Regions from separate parts of the Danio rerio genome. Here region 2 is linked to region 1. The links are chromatin contacts, called in public Micro-C maps. All regions are on one chromosome and are shown on one strand. Each heading gives the region's core, a stretch centred on a gene start, on an enhancer-like site or on the middle of the called end of the contact. The rest is flanking DNA. Distances are from core to core; before and after follow the strand shown.

What was found. A called contact is a pair of places that touch in the nucleus more often than the background predicts.
Region 2: a Micro-C map of caudal fin shows a contact between it and region 1, with 4 times the contacts expected there. The contact joins the promoter of maml3 here to the enhancer-like site in region 1. A contact is called at or near these places in 3 of 18 Hi-C or Micro-C datasets (caudal fin, hematopoietic stem cells and an unstated tissue) and 3 of 4 datasets of contacts at active chromatin or transcription factors (caudal fin, embryo and gastrula embryo).

Annotation. Positions count from the first base shown.
Region 1 is chr1:43,514,499-43,519,232 of GRCz12tu, forward strand. All of the region lies in intron 1 of maml3 (mastermind-like transcriptional coactivator 3), which reads right to left. Among named protein-coding and RNA genes, the nearest start is that of maml3, 100 kb to the right of the region's middle. Within about 2 kb of position 3,038, at least 51 of the 62 cell types and tissues checked have an H3K27ac peak or open chromatin away from gene starts, as enhancers often do. A contact at or near this core is called in caudal fin, where this site is marked.
Region 2 is chr1:43,619,167-43,623,267 of GRCz12tu, forward strand. maml3 (mastermind-like transcriptional coactivator 3) reads right to left here and starts at 1,865. Exons shown (of 6, transcript XR_012407336.1): 1 at 944-1,865.

The sequences.
Region 1 (4,734 bases), core at 1,788-4,287:
AACACATTTACCGGTGTGTTAATTACAGAAGTGAAATGTGTGCGATTATGTGAGTGTAAACCCAGAACGTAGACGAACCGCAAGAACATTAGCAACAAATTCTCCCTGTACACAACAGCAGGATCCCACCCACCTCCTTTGCTGTATCCCAATGGACTTGAGTGTGTCTATGTATGTTAGAAATCACACACACACACACACACACACACACACACACACACACACACACACACACACACACACACACACACAACACTCAGCTGAAACATGCGAAATGAGATTCTGAAACAACAAGATTCATGGATCTTCTCTACAGCTCTCCTCTGAGGCAATATGTCTAGTCCCCCTCCCTCTATCTCTCTCAGTTTGTCTCTCTCTACATGACCAGAAGAACAGCAAGATCATGACGGGGAACAAGAAAGGCTGATGTTTACTGGCTAGCTTTATGCAAAAGAAGGAGATAAGCGTGATAAAAAGGCGCATCCATGCATCTAAAACTGTAATCTACCTCACGAAGACACTGCTTAACAGGCACATTACTGTACTGAAGGAAAGCTGTAGCAAGCTCAGATATGCACTTTGCATTTGTGTTGACTGTAGGTCTGTGCCGGGTCGCATTTTCATTGTTACACCTCTGTTGTGTGCAACAGCTAAGGGGGTTGTCAAGGCAACCGTCGTCACGACGGCTGTCAATATTCGTGCCGTTTATCATGCCATAAAGACGATTAGGATGACTGTCACTCACATGGGGAGAGTGAATGATGGGACGAGAGAGAAAAAAAGAAATCGAGGCAGAAATCTAGAACACACGAAACAGGATAGGTTCAAATAGTCTGTGCTAGGGATTTGGCAACTACATTTAGAAAATAGATGTGATTCTGAAATTGTCCTGTAGGTAAAACAGTTCCAATACTGCCCATGTGAACAGGTAACCAATGTTTTTGTTTTTTATGAGGTATAAAACAGTTATTATGGAAGGTAAATCCTGCCAATTTAAAATAAATCAAATAATCATTGGAAATTAAAATGAAAACCAGGTTAACAATTTCACTGTTTGCAAAATAACTGCCAAAATTGAAAATGAAATGATTTAATTTTTATTTTCACTGTGACAACACATCGTCCCTGTCAAATCTATAAATAAAATGAAGTTGCGGATTTAACATTTCGTTTTTACTGCATTTCCGCCTCAAGTTAATCTGGTTTTCATTTTAATTTTCAATGTTTACATGATTTATTTAAAAACAGCAGGATTTACCTTCCATAGGTTAGGGGTGAAATGCACCCAAAATAAGTCACATTAGTGGCAATCAAATTATGAATAAATGAAGTAAATAAATTAAGATTTACTCACAACAACAATTATGTTACGTTTTATTATAAATATTATAATTCATATAACAGAATTATTTACTGGTGGGGCTTTTCTGTCTATAAATTGTATGGATTGTGTATGGATGTTGTGTGGTAATATATATATATATATATATATATATATATATATATATATATATATATATATATATATATATATATATATATTTATTTATTTTTTTTAATGTGTACATAAAACTTCGCCTGTTTTATGGTACCTTGTTGCAATTTTAGTTTTCCTTACGGGATAATAAAGCTGAGTCTGAGATAAATTGTATTGTAATGCAGGGGCTTTCAACATCTATTTGGTGTCACAGACACTATATAAAATTCACCTCTATAGAAAAAAATACAATAAAAATGTTTAAAATAATATTTTGAAATTGTTTACATTATATTAAGCTACATTATAAAATGTTGAACTGTACTCAGTGTTTTTATTGTTTTAATAATTGTAGTCTAATACATTTTATAAGAATGAGTTAATATTATTTTTATAAATAAATGTAAATATAAAATATATTTTTTATTTTCATTTGTTTGTTTGAATATTTAAATTTATTTAGCCTTATTTTAATAATTAGTATTATAATATATTTAATATTTTTTAAATGCAATTTATTTTTAAAGTATAATGCAAATATTATTATTAATATATAATCATACAATCATTCACACACACACACACACACACACACACACACACACACACACACACACACACACACACACACACACACACACACATACGTATATATATATATATATATATATATATATATATATATATATATATATATATAATCAATTGTTATTGCGTGTCATTGTTTGTTATTATTATTTACTGTTATTGTGTGTCATTATTGTTTATTTTTATTATTTTTATTGTTATTATTCACTGTTATTGTGTATTATTATTATTATTATTAATATTATTTTTATTATTGTATACATGGTCATTTTGTTACTCCATCCTAGATGAAAGTATGAAAATAACCATAATTATCGCTAGAATTGAAGCCCTGACAAACACATTCTGCTGTGCAAACATGTCCTCTCGTTGCCTCATAAATTTGTTGATGACACCGCTAAGCATTCGCTCCCTCCGCTCCTGCACCCTATCGGTTGAATCCTCTCCGAATGGCACATGATTGATATCAATAATGATCATCTTCCTGCAAAGCCCCTGCATGCTAAGCGAGGCGTAATTAAGTATGTTTACCACCAGCCCCCTCAAGCAGACATCTTTACCAGCATCTGGGGTCGAGCGCAACGCTACGGACCGACGCCATAAGCCGCAGACAGAAAGAGCCATCTAGCTAGCAGCGTTTGGCTGGAAACCGCTGTAATAGGATAAGAATGGCGAGGAAACCTCCCCCAAGCCTTAACTAGCATGGCAGGGTTAAGAAAACACGCAGCAGAGGTAGAGAGAGAGAAAGTCCGTGTGTAGAGGGGGGAGGCTGATGTTTGTTTTTCTCCATTTCACTGCCTATTAAAGTGTTCAGTAGCTCACACAAACACACTCCCTCTCCTGCTCTCTTCACAGTCACCATGTGGGAGAGCACACGGATAAAGGGAGGGAGAGGAATACAAGAGGGAGGGAGGGAAAGACAGAAGAGCTCTTCAGACAGACGCTAATGCTTTCATGTGACTGGAGAGAGAACCACCAAGGTGCAGTTGTTATAGCAACCTCCTGATCCTGAAGCGCCTCCCCCCAGCTCCCGGGCTGAGTGCACTGGACACTTCTGCCAATAATCTCTCTAGTGGGCTCCCTCCCTAATGTTTTCTTTCCTGCTATACCTTCCCTATGCTGATGTTCATTGCGTTCACCTTCTTTCAATCTCTGCAAGCTATTCTTTGACTAAATACGCAATGCTTAATGTAAGCATACCTAAATCCTGTAACATCAAACAATAATAAATAAAACACAACCTTGAGGATCATCTAATGTTAGTGGTCTTGATATGTTACAGCATGCACTTAGCATAAATAGGTTTGTATGGTTTAAAAATAGACCAGTATGGTTTTGTACAGTACTATACTGTTTGTATGTATTTCCCGTTTCTACTGTCAGATGTACCAAAGTGTCATCACTAATAGTCTAGTGGTTAGTGTGACAACATAGCAAGTTAGATTCATGGCTTAAGGTTCTTAGCAGATCATCCTCCTCTCTTTCTGCTCTCAAGACTTTGCTGTCCTATCTAATAAAGGTTAAAAACCCTTAAAAAAAAAAACGATTACAAAAGAAGCAGTACCAAGGTATCGAAAAATACCATACTACTTTTATGGGCACATACTCTATGTAGCATAAATGTACAGTACCTTAAGAGGAGAGCTAGCTTTGCTGACAAACACTGTTGGATTATTGAGAATTTTCGCTTGTGTGTGCAACAAGCCAGAGGAACGACAAAATCGGCAACATATCAACAGAAATATGCAACATTTTAAAATATAGAGATGAAACATACCATAAAAATAATATTATGACATCAATGCACAGCAATGAACAAACAAAACTTCGAAACTTCGCACAGTCGCACACCTCTCAAAAAATGGAACTACACATTGTAACGACAGGTAGCACGAGTTGATTGGTTGGCTTGGGTATCTGTGCCGAGTGTTGGCAGTGCTTAAAGCCGCAAGCCCGATAAAGCGATTGTTTACAAGTTCACCCGTTCTCCAGTTACCGCCTCTGAATGAGCGAGTTTTAGTTATTTGTAAATTAAGGTAGCGTTCAGAAAAAACGAACCATCTGCAGATAATCTTGAGACAGAGAAACATAACATAACCTACTGCCAGCTAGGGCAGGGGTGTCCAAACTCGGTCCTGAAGGGCCGGTGTCCTGCATATTTTAGTTCTAACCCAAACATACCTGAACCATCTAATCAAACTCTTTCTAGGTATACTAGACTTCCAGGCAGGTGTGTTGGAGTAAGTTGGAGCTAAACTATGCAGGAAACCGGCCCTCCAGGACCGAGTTTGGACACCCCTGAGCTAGGGTTTCAGAAGAGTTATTGCAGAGCAACACAAACAGCACGCAGAAGTATAAATGTATGGCTAAAAGCAATGTATGTGGCGTGGGTCACGACGATTGCATGACACAGAATTAAAAACAAGACTTAACAGGCACATGCCTGCTGTCCTTCATTGTTGTTTATAGAGCTGTTTACATGTCTCAGCTAAACTTGTGTAAAGCGTGAACTGCTCTGCTTTCTCTCTCTATTTGAGCACCACATCTACATTGATCTACTTGAGTGTGTAATATGTGAACAGCCTGATCAGTTTTCTTCTTGAGGCATGAATAGGTTTAAATCGCAACTTTCTGGGATACACCATGCCTACTAAGTAAACATAATGTTG
Region 2 (4,101 bases), core at 615-3,114, 100 kb after region 1:
CCACCTAGCTGCAGCACGGCGCTTATGTGGAGAAAACACGGAGAAACGGAAAGGCTGCGGTCTCTTTAAATCGCAATACCTTCGATGTGAAGCGTTTGCTGCTTATAAACCGGCTTACAGTAACATCCACACCGCACCGAGGGGGGTCGACGACACCGGCCATTAACGCTTTAAAACTACCGATGTCACCCTCAGAAATCGCAGACACTTAGCATTTCAAAGAGGACTGACACAAAAGACAGCGACACGAAGCTCTCCTGCAGTGGCTTGAGATTCGAGTGACCGATTTTAAAGCTGCAACTTTTCTGTGGTGGCATCTTGATCTTAGCATGCAGATAAACATGTATGTGCATTCGTTTCCTTCCTTTTTTTCTTTCAACAAATATCGCACCGAACAGTTACACTGCACACACACGCATGCCTAACTAGCAGGAAGAGAGAAAGAGAGGGATGTGAAATAAACGCAAAACATTAGCATCTTTTCAAACAGCGCGCCTAAAAGGAAACTGAAACTGGCACGACTCGCCATGTGTACCGTCGCGCTTCTCAGCAAAACAATACACGATAATACACATTCGCACAGTGTAGCTAGCAAGCTGATCTCGATTTTCAACCCCAATTATGTTTCCCAAACATGAAACACGGCTGAACTGCAAATAGTAAGTAGGAGGAGATCAAATGACATCATCAACTACTACATAACTTTAAACAAGGCTGCACAGAAAAGTGGTAAAACGCCTCCAAAGTCACGAGAAGCACTTTCACAAACGGTTTAATCAAGTTATGCTTTGATTGAAGTAACCAAAGTGTAAAAAGCACAAACGCCGAGCTAAAGTTTAATCACAACGAGTCTATGACCCAAACAAACACTGTTCATGTCCAAACACACACAGACACACAGAAGGAGAGGAGTCGGGCAGCCCATGGAGAGAGCTGAACTCACCGCGATCAGGGTGCTGTTCCTCTGCTCGGCGCTCGCGCTGGAGTCGGGCTCTTGTTGCTTGCTCTGCTGTTTGCTGTTGTTGGATTTCTTGGCCCGCTGCTCTAAACTCCGCTGGTAGAGGCTCACGGTCTCCCGGCGGTCCAGCTCCAGCTGCTCGGCGTGCGCCTGCTGGTATCGGCTCTCGCAGTTGACGTGGTGCCGCCGACAGCCCTCGATCCGCTGGCGGAGCCGCTCCACCACCGTGCTGTGCTTCGGTATGTTACCGCCGCCGGTGCTGCCGCTGTTGGCTGCATTAATGGCAGAGTTTAAGTTCACGTTACTGTTATTAATGCAAATGCCGCCGCCGGTCGGTACGGCAGCGGGGCTGGCAAAATCCCCCATCATCTGTGATTCGGGAAGAACTTTGTCAAGCCCCCCTGACTCTCTCTCTCTCCCCTCTCCAAAGCGGGGCAGAAGTCCGCTTCGCCAGGGAGCCAGATACAGTGAAATAGTGAGGAAAGAAGCGTTCAAACGAGCGTAAATCCCTCCTCCGGGAGGATCGCCGTGTCAACCATTCAATAGACAACAGTGCGGGACCGCGGAGGCGACCGGGGCTGCTACTCTCTCGCCGCTACTGGAGCTCCATCAAACATCCGGATGTTACTCGCAACCATCACGCACAAGCACCGCTGCTGCGAGCCCGTCGTTTTATTGTGTTGTCCTTCTGAAAAAAGTTTTGCCGTCTGCTGCGAACAGGCTCCGGAGTTGTTTCGTGAACTTGCATTTCATTAGTTTGGCCGGCGAAAGCCTCCCCGAGCGCGAACAAGGTGTGCAGTTCGTTAAAGTCCCGATGGCTGGAGAGGAAATCCTACAGTCGCCAGTGTGTACGGCAGCTGCCACCATCACAATAATCAAGCGCTCCCCTCCTCCATGCTAGCGGAGTGATATCAGGACAACAGCCGAGCGAAGAGCAGCCACCAGCCGGAGAGCAGCCGTCAGCTTCGCGCAAAACACGGACGGGATTCCAGTGCTCTCTGGACGCGGAGTCACGTTCACTTCACGGGAGGCAAACGGCAGAGCGGTATGGTGCTTTAGCGGCGGGTTACGGTACTGCAGCTGATGCTCGAGGAGGAGGAGGAGGAGAGCACAAAGCGCTGTCGGCGGAGGATTGAGGAGAAATGAGGGGTGAACGTATTTAAAGCATCAAAGAATATAATTTACAACAATGAACATTTAAGTGAAAATTATTTTGTTTATAAAAAATTAATTATTTGTATTGTTGTTATTGTTATGATTATTATATGTTTTATTAGTATTCTTAATAAATCAGTGTTTCTCAACCACGTTTCTGGAGGAACACCAGCTCTGCACATTGCACACTGATTCAGATCATCAGCTCATTAGCAGAGACTAAAAGACCTGTAATGGGTGTGACAGACAAAGGAGACATTCAAAACATGCAGTGCTGGTGGTCCTCCAGGAGCATGGTTGAGAAACACCATTAAATGTTATTTAATGACTTAGCCTCTTTATTAATCAGAGGTCACCCCAGTGGAACAAACTGTCAACTTATCCAACTTGTTTTACGCAGCGGATGCCCTTCCAGCTGCAACCAACACTGGAAAACACCCATACACTCTTGCATACACACTTATTCAATATACTGTCAATCTAGCCTGTTAAATTCACCTATAGTGCATGTCTTTGGACTGTCTGGGAAACCGGAGCACCCGGAGGAAACCCACGCCAACACGGGGAAAACATGCAAACTCCACAAAGAAATGCCAACTGACCCAGCCGGGGCTCGAACCAGCAATCTTCTTGCTGTGAGGTGATCGTGCTACCCACTGTGCCACCATAACGTTTATTATTATCATAAATAACAATGCATAATATTAATTTGAATTATATATTTATTATAAGTAGCAGTAAATTAATGCAATTGATTATATTATCATATATACTATTTTAATAATTCATATTTGTGTAATATGTTGCTGTGGTTGTTTTTATTATTATTAAATATTTATACACACATATATTTGTATTTAAATGAAAACAGAAGGGCAAACGAAAACCTTTAAAATGAATGTTAGATCATTTTAAACTGTATTGTACACTCTCTGAAAAAACAAGAGCTGTCACTGGGGTGGTACCGTTTCAAAAGACACTCATTTGTACTTAAAGGGGCCATATTGGTACCCCAAAAGCTTACCTAAACATTTTAAGAGGTAAACTTTTGTACTATCTACTAATATGTACACTTGAGGTATTTAGACATTCTTCAGGTACAAATGTGTAGCTTTTATAAAAAAACCACCCGAGTGACAGCTCTCGTACCTTTATTTCTGGGAGTGTATGTTGATCTGATCAGTGTTTTGGTGTGTTTTTCACACCACTGTATTGGAGCATAAAACTTATATATTTGTTAAACCTTTTATAGAAACTTCATTTTAAAAAAAGTGTTTAATTAATCATTTTAGCTGCTATTGTGAATACTTTTTACGTTAATTATACCGTTTTCTTTTCCTAAAGTGTTAATTGTCCAAACAGACTGTTTTCCATCTATTTGGCAATACAGGAAAGGTCTTTGTGAGTATCGTATCATGCTTCTGCTTGTGTCCACTATAGCTTTATCTTCACAGATTATCCTCTCAGTTATAACCAGCAATTGCTTTTTGCCTTTCAGAGTTCACTTTAAAGATATTGGCGCTCAAGCAAACTGTTGTTATGTGTATGTGTGTGTTGTGTGCGTGCGTGCATAATACACACGTCTTTAACACTGTCAGAAGAAAGTAACAGGATCAGGTGAGGCCCCGAAGCACTGACTGCACTCACTAAATGATGATGAGGGGATTGGCCGGTTTTGTAAGTGTATGTGTGTGTGTGTGTGTGTGTGTGTGTGTGTGTGTGTGTGTGTGTGTGTGTGTGTGTGTGTGTGTGTGTAATTGTGAAAAAGTGCTGCTGCCCAGTCTGGTTTGCTGAGTGTGGCTAAAACGGATTGCAAACACATTCATTCTTACTCTCTCTCTCTCTCTCTCTCTCTCTCTCTCTCTCTCTCTCTCTCTCTCTCTCTCTCTCTCTCTCTCTCTCTCACTCTTTCTCTCTTTCTCTAGCACATACACATATACACAGTTATAATGAAGGCCAAACGTTAGTTAACACCCTGTATTTTACTG